Regions from separate parts of the Zea mays genome. Here regions 1 and 3 are each linked to region 2. The links are chromatin contacts, called in public Hi-C maps. All regions are on one chromosome and are shown on one strand. The core of a region is the stretch at or near the end of the contact, and the rest is flanking DNA. Distances in the headings are between cores, read along the strand shown. Region 1 holds the start of LOC118476764. Region 2 holds the start of LOC100275480. Region 3 has its middle 67 kb from the start of LOC103651348.

What was found. Hi-C and Micro-C count contacts between places; a contact is called where the count stands out from the background.
Region 1: a Hi-C map of ear shows a contact between it and region 2, with 2.7 times the contacts expected there. The contact joins the promoter of LOC118476764 here to the promoter of LOC100275480 in region 2. A contact is called at or near these places in 6 of 25 Hi-C or Micro-C datasets (ear, endosperm, leaf and 2 more).
Region 3: a contact with region 2 is called in a Hi-C map of ear, with 2.1 times the contacts expected there. The contact joins the enhancer-like site here to the promoter of LOC100275480 in region 2. A contact is called at or near these places in 7 of 25 Hi-C or Micro-C datasets (bundle sheath, ear, endosperm and 2 more).

What each region holds. Positions count from the first base shown.
Region 1 is chr3:214,197,085-214,200,828 of Zm-B73-REFERENCE-NAM-5.0, reverse strand. LOC118476764 reads left to right here and starts at 1,493. Exons shown (of 2, transcript XM_035966432.1): 1 at 1,493-3,744. It overlaps LOC100286233 (transcription initiation factor TFIID subunit 11), which reads left to right. Exons shown (of 4, transcript NM_001159121.1): 3 at 22-121; 4 at 412-848. The coding sequence ends at 539.
Region 2 is chr3:213,981,932-213,985,713 of Zm-B73-REFERENCE-NAM-5.0, reverse strand. LOC100275480 reads right to left here and starts at 1,859. Exons shown (of 1, transcript NM_001149544.2): 1 at 1,020-1,859. The coding sequence starts at 1,774. The coding sequence ends at 1,328.
Region 3 is chr3:213,838,100-213,841,782 of Zm-B73-REFERENCE-NAM-5.0, reverse strand. No RefSeq gene overlaps it. Among protein-coding and RNA genes, the nearest start is that of LOC103651348, 67 kb to the left of the region's middle. Within about 2 kb of position 1,817, at least 18 of the 20 cell types and tissues checked have an H3K27ac peak or open chromatin away from gene starts, as enhancers often do. A contact at or near this core is called in bundle sheath, ear, endosperm and 2 more, where this site is marked.

The sequences.
Region 1 (3,744 bases), core at 244-2,743, 220 kb before region 2:
CTGTATTGTGTTTGCTTACAGCTATTGGCAAGCATCACTGGAAGTCAAAAGATTTCTATCCCTACATCAATTGTGGTATCAGGAATAGCAAAAATATTTGTTGGTGAGCTAATTGAAACAGGCAAGTTCAGAATAGTCACGTTTACTTTTTTTTCCTATGGAATCCGATTTTCTACAGCGTTGCTGAAATGTATATTTTGTACGTTGTCTAAGGATGATAACCAACATCCAACTGTAAGCTCACCTAGTATGATCTTGTTTTTTTAGTCTGGCTTCTGTTTCTGTGGTCCATTTTCTTCTTTCCACCTCGCTACGATCCAAGGAACTTGCTAGCAGAATTTGTAGGTTCCAACAGAAGGGATGGCTTTCTTGGTTGTTGCTTTCTCTTGACAATTTCACTGTGTATTGCAGCAAGAGTAGTCATGAGTGAGAGGAAGGATTCAGGACCCATCAGGCCTTGTCACATCAGGGAGGCATACAGAAGATTGAAGCTTGAAGGGAAGATCCCACGGCGCTCTGTTCCTAGGCTCTTCCGCTAGAACTGACACACATCAGGCAGGAGTCGGGACAGATGTGGGACAATCGTTTTCCACGTAACTGCGGACCTCGTCATACGTACCATGGGAATTGAAAACCTGTGTACTGTAAAGTTAGCCCCCCGTTTTGACTTCATACTAGCCGCTGATGCGCTGAATAACAGGTGGTGGCTCCTGTCACGAGCTAGATGTCTTGAAATGGGTTTGGGGAATGATTTAGCAAGAACAAGGTTAGGATTACAGGGTCGGGCATGCGGCTGGGACCTGCGAGACGAGGATCTATTCGAAATGCAGTTTGTTAGAATTTACTTACTTGCTTAAGGCTGTTTTCGGTGAATCTGTTTGACACTGTTTGAAGGATGAGTTTGAAATAGGGATAAGGTACACAGCGCAGTGCCGCCCAAGGTTTGAGAAACCGGTCGGCAAACCAGATAAACCGGCCGGCTTTCCGGTTATCGGGCCCAGCCGGTTTTGTAGTTTGAATTTGTGAAATTTTATAAAATTTGAAATATTTTGACGAAAATTTTCTTATAAATACTATGGATTATTCTAAGACTTTCCACTGAAACCAAATTTAAAAATACACTACCGAATTCAAACTAAAAATCAAAAAAGTAAAAAAAATAAAAAAAAAACACCTCCTAAATGGGCTGGCCCATTATGGCTATACTTAACCCTAACGCCGCGCAACCAGCTCCACAGAGCTCCCCATCCGCTTCTACGCCTCGTCCGGTCGAAACCGTCGTCCGTCCGCCGCCAGAGCACGACGAGCCGGCCATAAGAACCGGCTAGCCGACCGGTTGGAGCGGAAAGCCGCCGGTAAGTCCCTCTTCCTCGACAGTCCGTAAACCAGCGGTTTGAGGCGATTTATCGGCCGGTTTGAGCGGCTAATCGGCCGGCTAGCTCCGGCTTATCGGGCGCATCGGCTAGGGCGCGCCGCGCGGCTTACCGGCCGGTTAGGCCGGTTTATCGGTGATATGAGCCGATTAATCGGCCAGATGGGTCGATTAGCCGAGCTGCCGAGTAGGGGTAGGGTTAGGTTAATTTTTCCCCTTTTGGCTTCAAATCATTTGAAATTAGCACCGCTACTTGTAAAAATAGATGTAGGCTAATAATTGTAGGCTAATAATAGTTGTTGTTGCTATTTTCAGGGATGTCGGAGCGGCAAGATCCGGTTTGGGTACACGGGGACAACATATATCCCGGATTCAAGTGCAAGTATTGCAAGAAACAGTGGAAGGGTGGTGGTGCTACACGTTTCAAGCAACACCTTGCATCGTGTGGGGGGAATGTGCAAGGTTGTCGCACCGTTCCACCGGACACTGCCGATTACTTTCGGCGTGAGCTAGACAAGGTCCATGATAAAAGAAAAGCAAGAGTAGCGGAAGAGGCACGAAAGTTGCAAGCGGCGGGTTCGCATCGTGTTTCCGATGATGATGATGATGCGGAGTTACAGGCCGCAATGCGTGCGTCGAGAGAGGAGGAGCTTAGGATGCGTGCTCGCGCGAGCGGTGGCACGTATGAGACGGGTGGTGGCTCGTACCAAGGTGGTCTCCGTGCCGCGTTTGGGAGAATAGGTTCTAGGAAGGAGAAGCCACATATGGTGCAGACAAGGATTGATACGGGTCCGTTCTCTAAGGCGGGAAAGAATGCGGTCCATTTTGTTGGTCAGCAGTGGGCTAAGTGGTTCCATGCGGAGGCGATTCCAGGGCATAAAGCAAACAGTCCATATTTCATCAATGCATTTAGAGAGACGCAAAAACATGGTGAGTGTGGATCCAAAGTTTATCATTGTCAATCAATGTCGTACATTTCTCTCATTCATGTTGTACCTGACATGTAGGTGAAGGGGTCAGATATCCGAAAGGATATTTGATTGACAATCGGTAGTTAGATGAGAATGAGAAGGATTTGCAGGATGATTTCACAAAGTTCAAGGAGGACTGGCCAACATATGGACTTACCATCATGTGCGACTCACGGACAGGACCGACCCAAATGTCAGTGATTAATTTCATGTTATTTTGTAATGGTGTTATGTTCTTCCATAAATCAGTGGATGCAACGGGTAAATCCCAGGATGCGAATTACCTATATAAGGTAATTTCATTATCATTTTATGGTTGGTTGAATGCTATTCTATGCGCCTCTTATTGTTGTAATTTGGACGATGCTTGTAGGAAATCATGGACGTGGTCACCGAAATTGGTCCAGAGCATGTGGTCCAGATTATCACTGATAATGGTGCGAACCACAAAAAGGCATGACGTATGGTAGTCGCGAAGCACCCTACTATTGTGTGGCAGCCATGTGTCGCTCATACCATAAATTTGATGTTAAAGGAGATTAGAAATTTTCCTGAGCATGATGTTGTGATTCAAAGTGCTAGACGGGTATCACGGTTTCTTTACAACCATAACAAGCTACATTCCATGATCAAGGAGGCAATTGGTGGGGAGTTGGTTCAATGGAATGCCACTAGGTTTGGAACAAATTATGTTTTCTTAGAGAGCTTTCTTCGTCGGAAGGACAAGTTCATGGTGTGGATGGGTTCTCAGGGATTCCTACAAAGCAAGTTTAGTAGTATGCCAGAAGGGAGGTACACTCATCAAACCCTTACGAGCCTGTCATGGTGGGATGAATTGAAGTATGTGGTTGATGCGACTGAGCCATTATTTGGTTTTCTTTGCTTCGCTGATGAGGACAGGAAGGGAACGCTTAGTGAGGTGCTCCTACAATATACCTTAGTGAAATCTCAGTATGAAAGTTTGTTCCAAGGTCGTCCGAGCGAGTACAAAAAGTATATAAAGGTGATAAAAAAAGAATGGCGGATCTTACAAATCAGACCTACGTCAATGGTGGTAAGTACTATAGTTAGCACAGTTTCTTTAAATGTTACTATTATGAATCGGTACTAACTAGATGTCACACAGCTGCTGCTTTGAACCCTCGGACACACTATGCGTATGGCACTACTGTTTCAGTGATGAGTGATCTTCGGCATGCATTCGAATATATGACTGATGTGGATACCGCAGCCGCAGCACTGCAGGAGGTTGAGTTCTACAGAAGAAAGCAAGGGGAGTTTGGTAGACCTTTGGCTGAAAAAATGGCGTACGATCACAACACTTCGCCTGGTAAGTAATTACCCGTTGTCGCAAGTACATTAAGGCTTTTGTACGTCATGTGAATGTGCTACGTTTTGCAG
Region 2 (3,782 bases), core at 610-3,109:
TGCGGCGGTGGCGCGAGTGAGGATAGGAGGACAAGGGCACGGGGAGTGGTGGGGTCGTATGGAAGGGAGAGATGAGGGATGAGGGATTATATAAATAATATTGTCATTTGGATTTGAGTGAGTAAGGAAGAGAGAACTATTCAGCGATCTGAACTGTTGATTTTGATGCTGTGTTAAGTCTGAGCGCAATTTGTTTGGTGGATTTAGTTGAGGTTATGGTGTGAAGATGATTTGGTTGGATGAGTATTGTAAAATTAAAATTGATGGATTATACAGTGGTAAGATAAGATACAATTTTATTCTCCCTCTTACTAAATGTCGTACCACATCAGCAAAAAGAAAGGCATCTCATTAATAAGTATGATACTGCCTATTAGGAATAGCCTTATCGTAGCTTACAGTAAGGATAGACATGCTCAGGTAACAGCCAGTTTAAAAAGCTAAAAAGGATGTATTGTATTACAAGCCATATACAGGTTCCAAGGTACTTATGTTGGCTTACATAGAATGCTAATCCAAGACCAAGATGTATTTATTATTACACGGTCATCTTATTCAAAACTTTTTTTTTTAAAAAAATAACGCTTTCGATCTAGCTTTACAAATGAAGAGCTGAAGCTCTGAGTAAACCGCCCCTTTGACGCTTGCTAATATAACATCTGACCTTGACAGCCGTCTTGGGGATGGATGAGATCATGAGAAGGTAGATCAGAAAGGAAGAAATTTGGAGCGGATGGGCGTGAAAACGGCGGGCCACTTGCGCAGAGGTCGACTGTTTCTAGCAGTTATCTGATCTACCAAGCCCCGGTGACCACTGGCTCAGCTCCTGACGTACCACTTGCCCGCCCCGTTGCTTTCTCCTCGTGTGAAAGGGTAAGGAACGGCCAGTGCAGCCGCCAAATGCTCGCTGCTGATGCATGCATTCGCCGCCGTGGCAGGTTTGGCTTGGCTACCCCGTTCAGAAAACAAAGCTTGGAGATGAAGCGATAGCCGTGAGCGAGGCGATAGAGACGAGAAAGTGATCATGAACTAAGAAGCTAGCTGAGCTGCACCACTACTTGTGTAGAGACTAGAGACTGGCCATGCTGCCATAGAATCATCTCCACAGCACTCCTACACATATGTACAGGCACGGCCCGGGTGACCAACGAATCATACACTACTCACCTGAAACCGCGACTGTCCTAGGTAAAAGCTAAAAAGTTGTTCACGTCTAACTTAAAACACTACTGCAAGTTGTTCACGTACTAAAGCAAACTGCAAGCTCCGGCGCTCAAAGCTAGTGGTGTGGCACCACTGGGCGCGCGCTCACACCTGTTCTCCTCTATCAGTCTATCGGCGGGAGCATGCGGTTGCCTCCCAGTCCCAGCGTCTCGGCGCGCGCCGCCGCGCCACTGCAGCTCCCGGCCCGTAGCTCGCTTCTGAGCTCGGCCATCCTGGCCTTGCGCACCCGCGCGCTCTGCGCCTCCATCAGCCTCGCCACCAGCGCCTCCGCGTCCTTCCTCTCCATCACGATCCTCACCGCCAGCACCTTGCTGGACGCGGCCGCGCCGTCGCCACCACCCGCCCGCAGAGCTCGTCCCGCGCGCGTCGTTTCCTCCTCAACGTCGCCGTCCTGCTTGCGCGCCGTGCCCACCACGCGGCTCGGCGTGGCAGGAGGCGCCGCCTCGGTGACGGCAACGTTCTCGGAGCGCCTGCGCCTGCGCGCGGTCCCGGCGCCCCTCCTGCCGCCGGTGGCCTCGCGGGACACGCGCGGCGGCACGGTGTTGCCCATGTCTGTGCGTGCGTGCGTGGAGCGGCACTGGCCAAGTGAGTGCGTGGTTACTAGGGAGTGACACGAGATTGTGGGTGGTGTTCGCAACTCGGATGGTTCCTCGGCCGTGCTATTTGTAGCGCGTCACGAAGCGGATGACTTGTTCAGACAAGGGTAAAAGGGACGTGTTCGCAGCGCGGCACGGATAAGTTCCCTCGCTATCGTCGTGCTCCACCTCCACCTCCATGGGTCCATGGACGAACGGAAGCGCGCGAACTAAGGTAGTGTTTGGTTGAGGAGCCAAGTAGAACGGAGTCGTTCCATCCCTGATTCTAGTAACGGAGCCGCTCTATTTTGTGTTTGTTAATCTGGAACGGAGCGGCTCTGTTTTTTGTTTGGTTGCAGAGTCAACGGAACGGAGCGTGACTGTGAGAGCGGGATGGGAACGGAGCGGCTCCGTCCGGTTGATTTTTTGGAGCGGAATGGTTCCGGATCTGAGAAGAATATTCCCTAATTAGAGTCATTCCGTTCTAGTTACTTTGTAACCAAACAGCAACAAAACTGGAACAGAACGACTCCGTTCTACTTAGCTCTTCAACCAAACACTATCTAAAGGCCCTGTTTGATTGAGACCACATTAGGTCTTGTTTCGTTACTCTAATTTTATGTAGATTAGATGAAATTAGAAAATTTTATGAAAGATCTTAACTTTTTTAAGGATCGAAACTCACTTAGGCCTGGTTCATTTATTATATCAATCCAGCTCTGGCTTAGGATGAATTATATCACAATCCATGTTCCTAAATAATTTAAGGCTACTCAAATTTTTATTCGATTAAACCAAACATGGATTATAACGTAAGGATTTAGAATTTTTTTAAACTATGGAAGACATGTATTCTATCCATAGCTCATCAGGTATGGAACAAATATATAAATATATTGCAGAAATTTATATTATAATCCATGAATCAAAAGAATAACTAACTTTAAAGATACAAAAATTAAATGATGGATTTAATCCTACCATGTGATTAGATGTGAGGTATAGATTTACTTAATTCATACTCGGATTAAATCTATGATAAGATTTTATCCTCGTAACTGAACAAGACCTTAATCCCATACAACGAACAAGTCCAACTACGACCTTAATCCTCGGACGTATGTAATCCAAATAAAGTGGCAGGCTGTGTTATGGAAAGGTCTCTGACTTAGAACCAAACCGCCTAATAATTCACGTACTAGTGCATAGCTATACTTCGTCGTTGTTAAGAAATTCTTTTTAGGTATGTATAAGAAAAATCACTATATCCATTCCTTGTTTTAAACGGTCTCGAATAAGTTTTTTTTTTCCGGAACAATGATAGATAACACGTGTTCTAGAGCCAAAGTTAGTGCGGCGTATTTGCATCGTTGGTAACTGTATATTGTCATGATCTAGGATTCATAAAAAGACTGGGCTAGCCTATGTCCAACAAAAACAATTGTATATATATAATGGCATGCACGAATTTCTTCTAGCAACCAAGAATTTCCTCATTTTTCGGTGGGTTTTCTGGAATATGCAAATGGGATGTCAGAATTTCAGACTTTTAGTCTTAATATATATGAAAAAAGACATTGAACAATTTTGGTTAGATCACAAATGATTTAGTTATTAACGTCTTTGCAACAAGGTTTCATGTCCCAATCACTTGATGTCCATATAAAAATTGAACAGTTTAAATCTACCGGGTTAACAAGTAACAACTCTACAATACTATAATAATCAATAAGAACAATAAAGCACATTACTTAAGTTTAGATTAAAGCTTTTGAGGAGGACATGAGCAACGCCACTGGCCGCTGCGGCGCGAGTGCAAAGGAGTAGAATCGTAAGTGCCGCGACGCGTGCGTGCGGCTAGGCCCGAAAAAAAAAGGTCGATCTCACGGCGACTCGGCTCGGTTAGCAGTGGTTCGGACGTTCGGTGGTTATAAGACTGACTTCAGCGGTTCCCCCTAAATTTCTCCCCCTATATCCTACTCA
Region 3 (3,683 bases), core at 568-3,067, 140 kb after region 2:
TTCCGCATTTGGAGCTGTGGTGGTCCAATCGACTGCTGCGTCTCTCTCCTAGTCTTCTTTCATTTCCACTCAAGGTGTCGGGCGGGGAGGTCCCAACTTCTTTCATTTCCCAGAGTCGACCTCGTCCTCATCAAGATCTCTCAACAGAGCACCTCTTCGTGGCTTGGAGAAATTCTTGCGGACGTATGGACGATGCCGGACCACGCTGCTGTTACGACGGCGACGAATGGATCTGCCAGCTCGTGCAGCAATCGCGGCTGGAGATCGATATGCCCAGGTCGGGTCAGACTCCTTGCTAGACGAGCTCCTCTCCTTTGACGGCTCCTCCATGACCACGAATGGGGATTTGGCTTCCTAGACGGAGGTTCTACTGATGCCGATTTGAAAATGGGATTTAGCTTTCTAGACGGACGTTACTGTTAGACAAGAAATGGGATTTGGCTTTCTAGACGGACTTTGCTGCTAGACAAGAAATGGGATTTGGCTGCTGATGCAGATCGCTGGAATCGCTCCTTTGCTGGCTTGCTGCTGATGTAGATCGAAATGGGATTTGGCTTCCTTTATGGTGCGCAATCAGGGTGTGAACGAGAATATGTGGCGCATGAGGAACGACGCAGCGGCGGCGGCAGTGCGAACGGCGTGACGGAGGTAAAACGACAAATTCATTGGACATACTGTTTGGGCTAGAGCGCCTAATTCAACCGGACGGAGGGAGTAGTTGTCTTCAGCTTATTATTACCGTGCACGTCTGCTAGTACTACTACCGTGCTTATCAGATCAGCTTCCCCCTCTCCTCGAACGAAAGAGCATCTCCTACACGTTCTGACGCACGTCTTTTCGCGAATTCTGTGATGGCCGGCAAATGGAGATAACGTGATCGGCTCTCTCTCTGACTCTTTCTCTTCCCAGACAGAGACGTTAGAAAGGTACTGTTGCCGTGCTGAAAACGAAACTGGCTGCCCCCGCGCCACGTATGTCACCTGGTTAGAGTAAAGTTTACCACCTCGCTCGCAGGAAGGACAAGTGGCGCTTTGCTTCGCGTGGCTGGCTCTCAGTCTCTCACTCTGTCACTCAGACACTCACTCACCCAGCCAGGCACGACGCTCCCCTTTTCTTTAGTCATCTACTCATCCCCAAGTCAAAGGCTCCTGGTTGGACGCCCACTGCCTAGCTAGCTACTCCAATTATTGCCGCGTTTAACCGAGCAACGCACTCATGAGTCATGACTGCATGCGCAGCTGTGTTTTTGTTTTCCCTCGTGGTGGAGAAGGGTCAGGTACGTCGCGACCTGGCAACGCCGACCGCATCCCGCCGCCAGCAGTTTTCGCCTCGTCTCCCGGGGTGCACTGTAGCGCCCACGGGGAGACCCGCCGCCGTCTCCGTTGCATCATTTGCCCGTGGCGCTGCTTTCCGCGCATCATATGGAGCAAGTAAAACTAACCGTGGGTAGGGACATGCACAGACCGTAGCGCGTGCGTGGAAACAAACAAACAAACAAAAACCAGGAGAGCACGGGGGGGGGGGGGGGGGGGGGGGGGGGGGGGGGCAGGCAGTGGAGGACCGGAGGAGGCCTGATCGTGACCGGAAGGAGGAGGGCTCGTCGGAGTCGCGGCCGCTCTCCGCGACCCATTCCGACGCCCAAGGGACGCCGCCGCACGTCCCTTTCGCGCGCGCGGACCCGATGCGTTGCGTGCGTTGTGCCGGGTCCTCCTCCCGTCCTCCGGCCGGCCGTGGCGATGCCGAGGCCCTAGTCGTCCTACCTCGTCGCTGCTCCCAGCTTACGGCCCACGGCCCACGGCCCACGGCCCACGGCCCACGGCCCGCAGCCGTGTCCCATTACAAAAACGAAGCGGGCTCGTGTCATGGTGTGGCGCCTCGCCATCTTGGCACGGTGTGTTTTTTTAAAACTTCTCTTTCTAAGCAAGCACGCGATGGAATGGAAATGTTGTAGTGTAATGAAAACGAGTTCGAGTGAATGAAAATAACATCCACTGTTTGTTATTGCAGGGAGACTATATATATACACATGTAGGGGTGCAAGCCAAAGGGCATATATGTCCCTTGGCGAGATAAGTGTCACCCCCTAGAGAATTGAGCAAATGTTTATTTTCTAACACACATGTGACCATCGAGTAGATGCGTCAATCAATACCATGAAGTATCTGAATGGTTCAGAAGTTGGTGTAATTGGTCCACAAATATCTTCTTGAATTCTTCCTAGATTTTTTTGTTGTTCAACTTTAATTTTAAGATGTGTTGGTTTCAAAATCATTTTCCCAGTTGCACATACTGTGCAAATAAAATCTTTCGATTTAAGAAAAAAAAATTGTTGTGGGCAAATTATGACCAATATAATTGCATGTAATTTATCTCATCATCCCTATACCTTGATGACCAAGTGGATCATGCCATATCTGGAATGGATCAACATCTTCAAAAAAATCACTTTATATGCAACATGTGCAATGGACTTTATGTATGTATAGTACAACTCAAACGTGAGTGATGAAATTTTATCACATGTATCTGTCATATCTGTTCGGCTTAATAAAAAAGAGAAACTCTTCTTGATTTTGTATGCAGACTTAAAAGAATGCAAAAAAAAAAACAAAAGCAAGTAAAGATATGTGAATTATAAATGTAAAAACAAAAATAATTCACGAACAAGTCTATCATATTTAGGGATGGCAACGGGGAATTCTCCGTCATGTTTTAGCTCCCCATACTCGTCCCCGCAATGAAAAAAGTTCGCCACGGGGATCCCCACGAACTCTTGCGGGGGCATTTCTTCCCCATCCTCGTTCCCCGCGGGGATAAATCCCATCGGGGATTTCCGTCACGCTTAAATTATAATCAGAACATATTTTCTTTGTTATTATTGTAAAACATTATCACTTATACACCTTGCTAGATGAGCGCGACGAGTTGAGATCCAGGTTTACCTTGTTAGATGCGTACAACTTGTCCTGGTTTGCAAATTGAGCTACCAGAGAGAGAAACACTATGATAGCCTTGCTTGAGAAGTCTAGCTTAGTGAGTGCCCCTGCACTTGCACAGTGTGCGCTTTGTGAGGGTTTGCAATATGCTCTTGAGTCCTACAGACACGATAGGACCCGGATCAAGGAAGAAAACACATACATTCGATCGGTCTCGAGCTGGGCGTCGTGTAGTGAGTTCCAATTGGGCATGATGGTTAGACAGTTCAAGAGGGGAACTGGTGGACCGTGGTTAGGCTTTGTTGCTCAATATGAGAGTGTCGCTTGTTTTAGAAAGGTCGGCGAGTGTAGTGGGTCAAAACATTCAGAGAACCCATAAGCTGCTCCCAAGTTTATCAAAATCACCCCACCTAAGCTTATTGAAAGTCGCCTAGAGGGGGTGAATAGGCGTAATCTGAAATTTACAACTTTAAACACACACTACAAGTCGGGGTTAGCATTAGAACTTAAATCAAGTCCGGGAGAGAGGGGAAAACAAATCAAATGGAAATCAAGCGAATGAACACGGGGATTTGTTTTACCGAGGTTCGGTTCCAAAGAACCTAATCCCCGTTGAGGTGGTCACAAAGACCGGATCTCTTTCAACCATTTCCCTCTCTCAAAACGGTCACTTAGACCGAGTGAGCTTTCTCCTTAATCAAACGGGTCACTTAGACCCCGCAAGGACCACCACACACTTAGGTGTCT